2 separate regions of the Danio rerio genome follow, and region 1 is linked to region 2. A link is a contact called in public Hi-C data. All regions are on one chromosome and are shown on one strand. Each heading gives the region's core, a stretch centred on a gene start, on an enhancer-like site or on the middle of the called end of the contact. The rest is flanking DNA. Distances are from core to core; before and after follow the strand shown.

The links. Hi-C and Micro-C count contacts between places; a contact is called where the count stands out from the background.
Region 1: a Hi-C map of hematopoietic stem cells shows a contact between it and region 2, with 4 times the contacts expected there. The contact joins the promoter of LOC100535882 here to the enhancer-like site in region 2. A contact is called at or near these places in 4 of 18 Hi-C or Micro-C datasets (caudal fin, embryo, hematopoietic stem cells and 1 more) and 1 of 4 datasets of contacts at active chromatin or transcription factors (caudal fin).

What each region holds. Positions count from the first base shown.
Region 1 is chr18:38,306,102-38,313,246 of GRCz12tu, forward strand. It overlaps LOC100535882, which reads right to left and starts at 2,688. Exons shown (of 14, transcript XM_003200473.7): 1 at 2,167-2,688. The coding sequence starts at 2,430.
Region 2 is chr18:38,176,048-38,182,878 of GRCz12tu, forward strand. No RefSeq gene overlaps it. Among named protein-coding and RNA genes, the nearest start is that of tbrg1, 30 kb to the left of the region's middle. Within about 2 kb of position 4,079, at least 6 of the 62 cell types and tissues checked have an H3K27ac peak or open chromatin away from gene starts, as enhancers often do.

The DNA.
Region 1 (7,145 bases), core at 1,438-3,937, 130 kb after region 2:
TAACAGACATTGCTGTAAAATTTATAAATAATCATACATTAATAAATAATTATTTAATATTGCAATTACAATTTTAAACAAATCTACATTTTTATTCACCTTTTAGCGAGCAATAACTAAAACATCTTCACTACTTTCAAGTTACATTAGGTAAAACAATCAAATATACATCAATGTGCTCTTCTGGATAAGTCTGGTTAATTATACCAATTGACACGTACCAAAGAAGGTCCTCACTCATTAATTTATTTAATAAGTTGAAATAAAATCAAACTGCCTTTGCACATTCGCCAGGTGGACTCTATATCCAATTTTAAATCTCAGATAAAAATGTTTTTGTTTAGGATAGCTTTTAACGATTTGTGGTTTATGTTAATTGTTATTTTAATACTTGTATTTTTTATGATGTGCTTGTGATCTGCTGTAACATGTCTTTGAGTGCTTTCGTCAGTGTCACATTAGGTAATACATAATATTTAACATAAAATATGCAGAAAGCAACATTAATGATCAAACAGATAAATACAAGTGTTTACAAGACATAAACACCCAGTAGATCAGGTGGCATTTCCTTCACAGCCCAGTGATTTATAGGCCAACCAACAATACAAAACCATTCATTACTTCCCTTCCTCATCTCACCTGACAACATAAAACCAATAAACCTTCCTCTCTCCAGAACTGGACAATTTTTGTAAACATACTGAGTGAAAAGAGGCCTTCGGTTTTCCAAGAATCATCAAAGTGTTCAAAAACCAAAGTTCATGCCGCAAAAACTGCAGAACCAAAATATAAGCATTTTTCACACGCCCTCAGAGTCAAGACAGGTATGCTCATGCAGCAGTAACAGGCCAGAACACACATGAGGCTTCTGAGCTCAAAGGCTCCTCATAGGCAGGATCTGCCCTCCACAGCAGGTGAGGTGTCTGACCCACCGTAGACCAACAACATCGGCCCAAACTCACAGCCTGCAGTAATAGGTGGCTGCGTCGGGTTATGTAGCACTAGGAGGAGATTCAGAAACAGCTTTGATGCCAATTGGTTTCAAATTGAATAGGCTTCTATTTCAAGAGAGATTCATGTTTTGAAAATAAAGCAATGATATGTGTTCTCTAAATACAGCTAAGCCATTTGGGTGGTACTGATGGATCAGCATAATTAGAGTCAGTGAATGTTTTTCTGGGAATGCAAACAAAGACAAAATCACAAGCCCACAAAGAGACCAATTTCTCTTTATAAAATCTCCATGGCCGCTACTTTACTGCCTGATGTAAACATAATGAAATTAAAAATAAGCCCCGCTCTAAACAGAAAAACACTGCAATACCCTCATTTTACTACTGAAGCAAAATGATGCTTTCATGTGCAAATAAACCAGTTGAGCTGATATGAGATTTATTTAGAATGTATCTTGTTACATAGTCTTAACACATTTGCAATACCACATTCCTTGTGTGCCTGATATGTGAGCCACCTAAGCATGACGATTAAATATCTGCATGAAGAACGAGGCAACCCGCCCAAAAGAGCGACAAGTGCAGCACGTAACAAAGAAAGATGATGATGGAACAACAGGTGGCTCCCAAACAGACTAATGTGGGGGTTCGACACCCGTAATTCAAAGTCCTAAATGGGGGTTGAAAGGAGATGATGGGTGCCTTTAAAATATGTTTTCGCTCTGGATATGATTCTAACAAACAAAGTTTGAGTTAACGAGATCTCCAGGTGCGTTTGCCCGCGAACACAAATCACCTTTGCGTGAGGAGGTAACCATGGCAACAGCTGCAATATCGTCTTAATTTGTCGGGAGTACATAATAAAAAAACATAATTATTGATATTATGCGTTATTGTGGATTTTGCAGGACACTGGGGTGGTCTTTTGTTAAAAATAGCTGAAGTAGTTATCTGGGGCAGAGAACGATTGAGCGATGTGAACCTCAAACTAGGACTGCGCCCAGAAAATCACTGACGCGTTTGAAAAGTTGTGCTCCTTAAAAGTCACTCCGAAAACCACATTTATAATCCATATCTCTTGCAAATAGTTCTAAAGTAACAAGAAACAGCGCTGAAAATCGTCTACGGAGAGCTCTGTGTAGAAAACACCCCTGAAAAAGTCAAAGCAGGTTAAACGGCGGCTGAAAATAGCGCGTAATCAGCGGCTTACCTGCGGGCGCAGCGCAAGCGAGAACAGGCAAATCACAGTCCAGTGTAGTCCGCGCTTTACATCCCTTATCATTGCCCTAACAGCACTCCTTCTGTCCGAACTCGAGCTTTCCCAAGAGTGCCAACTCTTTCGGTCTCTATCCAATCTCATAGCTGACATTTGCGCACTTGTCCTGTGCGCGCTGATCAGCCTTGTCTTGCTTGGTGACGCTTTCTTTACACTGTCCATCTGTCCATCATGAAGACACGGCGTGAAAACGGGCATATGAATGATGCTCACTCAGGTAAGTAAGACCACCAAGGTCTTTCCACACTCCGCGCGGAGTCCAGGGCGCCTCCTCCTCCTCTTGCTCTTCCTCCTTCCACCTGCTGCAGTTAAGAGGCTTTGTATGTTAGACCTGCTGACCTATAGACTTGAGCTTTCATCCCATTTACTTTCCCAGTGACTGAAAGCACTTCTTTACTCTCGCGTCAACCGGATAGGCTGTGCTCTCAAAGCAAAGCGCTGCAAGAGCAAGACTGCGCATCGCCTGGGAAGCTGTAGCGGTTAAAGTTGCCAGTAGAGGGTGTGTCCTCCGCATGGGTATATCCGTCACCTATCTTGAAAATAATACCCGATTTTCTGTGAGGCTACGTATTTAGAAATGTAAAATCTATCCACGTATCCAGGCGTATTTTTGGAGTTTGTTAGTGTTAAGAGTGCTGCTACACCCCGACCAGTTTCACAAATGGGTAATTCTTCAAATACAGACACTCATATATCCAAAATATAAAGGCTATAATTTTGTTCAAATTTCTCTTTCTTTGTCAAACTAACAATAAAACCTAGCCTATTTTTTTTTAAATGTACTAGCTTTCTGTTATATGTTTTTCGTATTATTCAACCTCCTTTTAGGTGTCAAAATTACTGTTTTCGCCTCACACATCCAGAGTTTAAAAACTTCAACAATTAAAATATCATTTTAAAATGTTATTTATCTGGTATCTATTATTGTATCTTAATTAAGCACTTGTGAAATAATTTAAATATTTTATACTTATTAATGTGAGACTATTATCAATATTGTTTTTATACAAAACATAGCTGTCGCACAGTATTATATATTTCCACCACAACACTGTAGTCGCTTTAAAAAGTTTGTGTGAAAGATTATTTAGGTGGTTTCTATGAAAATGATTAGTGTCATCACTATTGTTTAAGATGGAGGGAATTAAAATTTGTAGCAATAACACTTGAAGAAAAATCTAAATAAATATTGCTTGATAAGGAAATACATTTATTCTACGTCATTTCCAAACATGCTGTACCTTCAGAGATGTTTTTAAAAACCAAACAAAATTAAGGTAAATAAGATTGTTTTGTATACATGAAAGGCTAGTATCAATTCAAAGCTAATCCTTGAAGCTATTTCTCACAATAAACTGTTCAAATGTCATTTCCACCACTGTCATTTCCACCACCACACACATTTTTAAAAATATATTTGAAAAGTTCTCATCACACGTTAAAAATGTATTCACAATGTATAAGTTCATGCTCTATTTAATATACAAATTCAGTTTATTTATTTTCTAAAAAGCTCTTAACCAATTTAATCCTACATTTTAGTGTAACAAGTGTACAATTCAGCATACATCTAATTTATATCATTGACAAACGCATAATTATTGTATATATTGTAGAAAGGTTGGTTAAACTACATACAAAAAAGATCTTAGACAATGTTTGACTGAATATTGAGTTGTGGTGGAATTGACATTTGTTCAGATCACGATGGAAAAAAAAATGTTTCTCTTCTTATTTAAGTGTGTCCGCTTACAGATCTTAAAACTAAACAAATTGTATAAACTTATTAGGCTACGTGAATTTTGAACAAGCTTTTTTTAAACTCAACTTCACAAGGCTGAAAGTGTGCGTAGTTAAGGAATGGCCCAAATATGAAAATAAATGAGTAGCCTATATTCAAATGTGAATTCATCGTGATACTAATCACATTTACTTGTTCAGTATAAGCTAAAAATACACACTTTGAAAAAAAGAAGTCGTCATGATGAACGTTTTATGACGTGTTTAGAGTTCATTATTTCCCTCCTTTTTGTTTTTCACATGATGGCAGCCATGATGACAAATCTAACAATTGTCCCTTTTAACAATACTGTTATGACTCGTTTAACTGTCAACACAATCTTAAATGCTTAAAAGTTTTTAATATTTCCATTTTTAAAAACTTGACATGTATTAGACCTACTGTATATCACCTTTGCATCAAACTACAATAAAATACTGCTTGTGTGAGGTGTTTGAAATGCCTGTATACGCGCAGGACAGTAAATTTGACGTTGTTCTCTCTTCTGGCTACCGTTATCAATCTCACACTTTCCTCCCTTTTTTAAAGTCTTGATATTATCAAAGTCGAGTTGTTCTTCTATTATTTCAGCAAATAGGATTGTAAAAAAATTGCTCTTCTCTCCTATTCACTGCTCTCTATGTTTACCCAACTATAATGACTTTCACTATGAGAAACCCGAAAATGTAAAAAGGGTCCATTTTAAAACACCCCTTTTTCCTGGTCCTGTTTGTTGTCTGTGAAACTGTGAATCTATCTGAAAACGACTGTAAAACTATGGGAATTGCCAGTAATATAATGCACTGGACTTGTCTGGAAATTCTCAATAGGGTTTCTTTTCAAGTATACTCCCATGGCAGTTGTGGAATAATAGGTCTCAAGCTTCACTTAATCTCCGAGCATGATCAAAGTGCTGCGGCACCAATTAAAAGACCCTGTCAGAGGCTGGACAATAGACAGACAGAGGCCTGTTACATTCAATACTCATGCACATTTACATTACCGTCAGCTTATCACATCATAGGCAAAAAGTGGAAACGGCAGGCTTTCTCTGACTTAATCATTAGGTCGCTGGGTAAGAACAAAGCTGTACACCCCGAGCACAGCTATTCAGAAGTTTAGATGCCAAAATCCTGTTTGTGGGGCCCTATTGCTCCTGAAATGAATATGGATGATTGAACATTTCACAGGGACTGATTATTTTGATGTTTACAGTTAGATCTGTCATTGCTGAGGACCACACACAATGACTGTAAACGGTTTATAATTCCAAATAGCTAAAGAAATAAATGGAAAATGTCAATAAAAATGAACTTTAGAATTTTAGGAGTCTTTTAGCCATGGGTTCTTTCAGAACTACACTGGGGAAAAGATCTGTTATTTAACATTGCTTTATTTTGTGATTCACATGTGTTTTCTATTTATTTACGGTTGTGAATTGTATTATAGGAACCTTGATCTCTGCTTTGTCGACTTTTGATGTTGAAAATGTATTGACATTTTAGTAATTTGAAATCATAAAATGTATTAGAAATAAGATAAAATAACAGAAAATTTACTGGCAGTTTATTACACGGTTAATGTACAAAACCAACCCAGACAATGTATCACTTTAAACCATTAACAATGTAAATAAAAGTCACTTTGTTCAAACTTTTAGTTTGGAAAAAAAAGTTTAAAGCTTAAAAAGTTGCTGGAAGAAAGATTAGGTCCAATAATTCAATTCAAAAGCATAAATAAATGAGGAAAAATAAAAACATGAATCACAAAATAGAGAAAACTGCTAATTTAAGGATATGTTTTACAATGTAGTGAATTGGCTTTGGTATTAAAGAGCTCCTATGATGAAAATCAGCTTTTGTAAGCTATTTGGGCAGAACTGTGTGTATGTATAGTGTGTCCACAGTCATATTGGAGCGATAGAAACACAATAAGTCTCTTTTTTATTCTTGACATTAAAATGGGATCCAAATCCCAGTGATTTTGAAGCCCATCGCAAAGTAATGTAGGAGTGCAGTTTTTCCGCACATTGAATTGATTAACAGGTGCCATGTTTCCATAATAACATGTATACACATGTCCACAGAACATCTTTTGCAAATAAACTGGGATTAGACATGTTAATAACTCTCTGTGATCAGCTGCACCTCAATAAGTATTTTATTTTAGGTTGAATAGGTATTTAAAACAGAGCATGTTTGTAATAAAAAAAAGAGTAAACTCTCTTTGTAATTCTTAACCACTATAATCACTACGGCTGCATGGTGTCAGTTAACAAGCATATGTGTGTGTGTTTGTGTACTGCAAACGACACTTGTGTGTGACTCACCGTTTCAGACTTGAATAGACTCCACCACAAATACATCAAATAAACTTACTTTTTTTTCTTACTAGTGACCTTATTTTAGCTTCATCCGTGTCTGTCTCTATCACTGATGGCTGTGTATCTGTTGTAACGCAGGAGAAGCAGACATGCACGTCGAATCGGTGGACAGAGAGAAGCAGCTCATTTAGATTTAAAGTCACAGGCTACAAAATGGGCCGAAAATTACACCAAAATTGTCTGATTCTACATTATATAATAAATAATCTGATAGGTATTTTGAGCTTAAACTTTATAGCATGTGTCTAAAACCCAATTCCTGGAGGGCCGTAGCTCTTCACAGTTTTGCTCCAACCCTATTCAAACACAGGTGATCCAACTAATAATGGTGTTCAAGAGTAGTGTTGAACACCTTGATTATTTGTATCAGGTGTGTCTGATTAGGGTTGGAGCAAAACTGTGCAGAGCTACGGCCCTCCAGGAATTGAGTTTGAGACCTATGCTTTACAGACACATTCTAGAGACACCAAAGTCTTATCTTACATATTGTAAAAGGGGTCAAATTTGTGTCCTTTAATCTGTTTAATCATGTTAATCCAGATTTAAATCCAGCTCACCCTAAAGCAGACATTTGACTGAATATTGTGAAAAATACAAAGCTACATTCCCTCTGCCTTTTATATCTCTACATCAGGAAAAAATCCCAGTGTGTGCGTAGAGTAGAGATGAAGGCAGTTACTACTATACAAAGCATCTGCTTTATGCTAAAAATATAATGAGCCGATTTTATTGACTCAATCCTGTTTCCTC
Region 2 (6,831 bases), core at 2,829-5,328:
GATGAGTAATAACTTATATACAGTTGAAGTCAGATTTATTTGCCCCCGTTTATTTTTTTCCCCAATTTCTGTTTTACAGAGAGCTGATTTTTTTCAACACATTTCTATACATAATAGTTTTAATAACTCATTTCTAATAACTGATTTATTTTATCTTTTCCATGAAGACAGTGAATAATATTTGACTAGATATTTTTCAAAACACTTCTATACAGCCTAAAGTGACATTTAAAGGCTTAACTAGGTTAATTAGGTTAACTAGACAGGTTAGGGTAATTAGGTGAGTTATTGTAGTAAGAGTGGTTTGTTCTGTAGACTATAGAAAAAAAATAGCTTAAAGGGGCTAATAATTTTGACCTTAAAATGGTTTTTAAAAAATTAAAGCTGCTTTTATTCTAGCCAAAATAAAACAAATAAGACTTTATCTAGAAGAAAAAATATTATCAGACATACTGTGAAAATTTCCTTGCTCTGGTAAACATCATTTGGGGAATATAAAAAAGAAAAAAAATATATATATATGTGTGTGTATATGTATGTATGTATGTATATATATATATATATATATATATATATATATATATATATATATATATATATATATATATATATATATATATACATATATATATATATATATATATATATATATATATACATATATATATATATATATATATATATATATATATACATATATATATATATACACACACACATATATATATATATATATATATATATATATATATATATATATATATATATATATATATATATATATATATATATATATATCAGGGGTGGCGAACCTGTTTGGCATGATGAGCCAAAAAAAAAACTTTTATCACTGCAAAGAGCCACACAACAGATGCGCAAACCACAGTATATCTGTCACAATAACTTATACACCTAATTATATAACGCAATAGTTTTCATGGATTTAAATTAGCCTACCTCATTTTACTTGACTCAGTGGGACACCTGACATTCCTTGGTTTCCACAATCTTTTTCAGGTCTGGCTCGTATTCAGTTGTGGCTACTCGTAGTAACTCTTTCACATGTGTGTCAGTAAGAACAGAGCGATGCTTTGATTTCACTAGTTTCAGTGTCGAAAAAAGTGATTCACAGACATAAGTTGACCCAAACATTGACAACAGTTTGAGTGCAGCCTGTTTGACATTGGGATATCTCTCAACGGGCACAATCTTCCAAAACTCCATGGTTCCTTCCCTCAGGACACTTTTAAGTCTGTCATCCTCAGAAAGTTCAATCATTTCAAGCTGAGATGCTGCTTCATCTTCCACTAAAGGGGCTTTTAAACAGCCTGATTCAGCAGTGAATGGGTTGATCAGAAATGTTATCTGTTGTCTTTTTTGTCGTAGGTTGGAGAATCTTTCCTCAAAACTTTGCTCAAGATTTTCAAGTAGCGTAGCATACCGTGCAGTACTCCCTTTTACAACCTCTGCTTCTTGTCCACTTGCCTTTAACAAGGTTGGAAAATGTGTGTAGTCTCTCTTTTGTAGATGTGTCTTGAACAGCTTTAGTTTGTTGACAAATGCAAAAACACTTTGCACCAGGTCAGGCAGCATCTTTAACTTCCCTTGCAGATCCAAATTCAGTCCATTCAGATAATGCAGCACGTCAACCAAAAAAGCCAAATCTGAAATCCACTGGGGATCATGTAGCTCAGGATAGTCCTTATGTTTCTCTGCGAGGAACAGCTTCACTGGATTCAAAAGCTCAAAGAAACGAGAAAGCATATGTCCTCTTGAAAGCCATCGCACGGCACAGTGAAAAAGCAGATCAGATGGAAGGTCTTCATCAAGTTCATCAATGAGATTTTTGAACTGTCTGTGATTGAGAGCATGTGTGCGTACAAAATTGACAATTTCCAGCACAGGTTTCATAATGTGGTCTAAGTTTAGCTTTTTAGACACCAAGTGCTCTTGATGGATAATACAGTGGAAAGTCCAAAATACTGGAAAACGGTCGTCAGCTTAACACAGCCCTACAAGACCTCTCTCAGATCCCAGCATGGCTGGAGCTCCGTCCATGACTATGGCTGTTAGTTTTGATAACTGCAAATTTGCTTTCTCAACAGCAGTCATCAGTGTCTCTTTCAGATCGATGCCACGAGTTCTGTCTTTTAGCGGCACTATGTCAAGCAGCTCTTCCCTAATTGTGCAGTCTTCTGACACAAACCGTACAAATATTGCCAATTGTGGCTTGTCTTGAACATCGCAGGACTCATCCAACGCAATGCTAATATACTGGCACTTCTGAAGATCTGACAGTAAATGTGTTTCTACTGAATTGTCAATGTCCGATATTCTCTGTTCAACAGTGTGTCATGACAGTTGAAGGTCCTTTACTGAACGTTTCAAATTTTCATTTTCGGGACAAAGAATAGCAACAGCATCACTGAGGCACTTTTTAACAAATTCTCCTTCAAGGTATGGCTTTTTTGCACGAGCAATGTTCCATGCTAGCTGATATGATGCTAATGTGACCGTCTCTGAATGCTTAGTAAATTTTCGGAAAAACTGAGTTTGCTTTTCTGCCTGACCTTTCAGTGTCTTTACCTTGTGCTTGGGAAGTTCACTGCCTTTGGGAATTTCCCGGGCTATGGCAGAATGAAGAGAGGTGAAATGGCGCTCGAGATTTGAAGCCTTAAAATGTGACAACGAAGTCTGGCATATCAAGCAGAATGGCTTTCCATTTCTTTCAACAAAAAATATAAATCCTCAGATAAAAATGAGATTTTTTTCAGATAAAAATGTTCTGCGCTCATCTTTGTATTTACGCTTAGATGTACGCTTTCCTGACTCTGCCATGACGATTGATATTAACGAACTGCACGTCACTCGTGTTGCGCCCCAATCACACGGGGCTTCAGTGTCAACCCTTGACTGAAGGCGTGTCTGAAGTTAGAGTTGAAACGATCGTCATAGAAGCGTCAGAAAATGAAATTCAGTCAGCAATAGGCCACTGTCTAGCAGGTGTATTTGCATACAGCGATCTGATTGGAAAAATCAGATTGAAATTGAAATTGAAATTTTTTGAAATTGAAAAGTTGAGCTACTCCCAGCTTCTGCAGCGAGCAACGCTGAAGCCCCGTGTGAATGGGGCATTAGTCAATTGGTTAATGTATGTTAAATCGCACAAGAGGTTGAGCCGCACAAAAGCAGAAAGAGACGCAGAAGCCCCGTGTGAATGGGGCGTCAGTCAATTGGTTAATGTATGTTAAATCGCGCGAGAGGTTGAGCCGCACAAGAGCAGTAAAAGAGCCGCAAGCGGCTCGCGAGCCGCGGGTTCGCCACCCCTGATATATATATATATATATATATATATATATATATATATATATATATATATATATATATATATATATATATATATATATATATATATATTGAATTTAAAGGACATTTTAATGACAAATTAAATTTCAGAAAAAATATTATTGATGACGTTATAAAATTTATGACAATTATAATGTCCTCATTACAATCATGTTTATGACAGATTTATTACAAGTCTTATTTTTTATAAGATAAGATTTTATGACAAGCCTTTACAATGTCAAGTTATCATAAGAGACATCCCAAATGTCACCTTTGCATTTCATATGAACGATCAGATCACTTAATGACAGTTGTCACAATCTAAATCAAATTCATGACATAAAGGTTTCATGACAGTCATATGAACACCCCCTTCAAGTAAAATGTTACCAAAATAACTTCATTTGAGCTCTGAAGATGAACAAATGCCTTAGGTGATTGGAACGGCATAAGGGTGTGTAATTAACAGCATTATTTTCATTTTTGGTGAACAAACCTTTTAAGGGCAGAACACCTCAGCAACTGTGACTTCACATTAGAGACATTTGACAGCTAAGACAGGAAAAAGACTAATTCAGAGTGTGACCTGCTGGTCTTGAGCACAATGCAGTGAATGAGGGGAAGGCTGGGTATCCTGAGACCCAGCAGGTGTGGAGGGAGGGAGGCTTCAGCTTCATCACGGTCACTGCCGCCATGACACTGGGCTCGTTTCTGTGTTTTAAGAGGACTGAACTTCCTACATTTCCTCACGGACGGGTGGGAACAGGAAGCCAAGATTTATATCCGCCCATTGCCTGTCTGTGAGAGGTCACAGTTCACATTTGTCATACCTACGAGTCTGGCACTCTCACTTTCTGCTGACCTCTCACTCACTTTCACTGTTGTGAAAAGTGCAGTCATTCTGACCCTGGCCAACTCCACTGTGCTGTGCAGGTATTGTTATTTGAAAGCAAATTCTAACACGTTTGTAGAGTTAGGTTCAAAGGTATTTCATTTTCTGGTTTTGTTATTACAAATACTGATACACTGTTAAAATGCTGCGCTCCACGCAATCAATGTGATGGGACAACATGAAGGAATTAAGTTTACTCTGTAGTTTTTAAAAATTTAGGTGCATTGAATGTAAAATAATTAAGTTGCCACCCTAAAACCATAGACTATAAAAGATATGGACGTAGTATCCGTGACGTCACCCATAGGTTTCTGAAGAACGCAAAAGAAGCTACAAGTAGGCGTGGCCAACCGTCGCTATTTCTTTTGCGCATCATCGCACCGACCGAGAATACCAAACAAGGGGTAAGAGGTGGAGCGATGAGCAGAGCTACAGACGCCTCTTTGGGAGAAACTCTTAATACTTCATTACCTGCGACTCATTTGTGTTCTGACCTCATGTGCTTGGTTGTGTATTGTATCAATGTTTAGTCTTAAGTCTTTAAAAACACTATTGTAATACATTGAGCCACTGAACATTGTTCGTATGATGTTTTTAAGAGGAGGAAAATGTGAATTACTCCAACTACTTTCAAATCTAATCTGTGTTAGTAAATGCAAGGCTATTTATGAAATAAGGCACAAAACTGTTTGACAACGCTTCAGATGACTGTTTAATAGCCTACAGCAAATCAATCTGTCAGATTCTGGAGTGCATTACAGGTCAAAAGAAAATTATAAATGATAAATGATCTTAAATAAAACAAATACATTTATAGAAATGGTATAAGTATATCATTTACCTCACGTGAAAGGTTTGTGAGCACAAATAAGTGAACACAGCAGGCCTTATCATCTGATAATTGTAGGATTGCAAATTCCAAAAGGCAACTTACTGTGTAAAGACGCATAAAACAACACAAAAATACGATGTACATGCCGAGTTCAGCGGCTAATCAGCCGGAATCAGCTGAGGTGAAGTGACTGCAACCAGCGAGACCACTCAAGTGTCCACGACCTTAATTATGCAGACTTAGGGCGTATTCACACTATGCTCTCCGAACCGTGCCTAGGCCTGTTTCTCGGTTTGTTTGAGAAGTCTGAGTGCTCTGAATTTGGCTCAGGCACGGTTCACTTGGCCGGCCCTGACCCTGTTGGAAGAAGTGTGCCAAGCACAGGCTCAGGCGCGGTACGCTTGTAGTGTGAGTGCAAAGTGCGACTGAGCTCCAAACTGAAGACAAGACGTGACTTTTAATGGACTTTTTCATGTGGATTTATTAATCATTCTTACTGTTCAATAAACGCAAACTGTCGTGGATTATTAAAGACGCAAACCCCTCACTGCACAACAGCTGCACCTTTAGCATACCTCCTAATACCTATCATCGATGACGTAAGTGTGCTCAGGCAAGAATGTGATGTGAGTGCTGGCCATCGGGAGAGACGGGAGGGGGGACAAGTGTGCTTCGGCCCGGTTCAAGGCAACTGTACATCGTGTGAGTATGCCCTTAAAATAACCTAATATAAAGAAACGGATGAGTTATAAAAAAAATAACAGGTGTCATCAAGGTTATATTAGCTATATGAACCAAAATTGTTTTTAGTACCAGGCTGTTAACACCTTTTTTCTGTTGTAATGTTGGCCATTTTAAAAGTCGGGTCAATAGAAAGCTGCTCTATTATGGAGCCAGGAGTCAGGACCAGCAGAATTTCTATGAATTGCAGTTTCAGTTTTTCCGTATTTGCTTCATGAGGGAGAGCAGGAGGTTGTTTCTGACTGCTAAAAACTGATAATTGTTTCCCGTTCATTTTAAATAAATAGTTTGAACAAGCAGCAAGCATTGTGTAATTGGTACAGAAATTAAACCAAAATAGAGTACTTTGTCAAGTTTTAATTGTACATAACTGCTGTAAATTTGGAAAGGAAAAAACTTCAGTATATTTTTCTTCATTGAATATAGTCAGGCAGCAACAGATCATCTTTTGTGTTCAACAGAAGAAAGAAACCACACGAGGGAGAGTATATGTAAAAAAAAAAATAATAATTTTTTTGCTGCTTGTTCAAACTAATTTAAAATGAGCTGAATCAATTCACAAATCTTGAGTTTTGTTTGAGACAACTTGATTGTTTTATGTTCAGTCCACGTAAATTTGTAAAAACGGTATTACCAGGGCTGTGTATATCGAAGTTGATATTTAGCCTCACCATGTTGACATCGAACATCTAATTTTTACAAGGTGGGTTGTTAGTCCAACGCTCAACCCTCAACCTGGAAGACTAAAACATACACGCATACACTACGGACAATTTAGCTTACCCAATTATCCCATAGCACATGTCTTTGGACTGTGAGGGAAACCTGAGCACCTGGAAGAAACCAACGCAATCTCACAACAATTCGTAACTTTTTGATTCAATGGCTAATTCGTATTAATTTGTCTAATCTAATTCATACAATTTAGTACGATTTACTCATCACCCAATGACGGTTAGGGTTAGAGGTGGGAATGGGTGCCACGTCTCTTTTTTAAAATAGTACTCGTACTGAACTA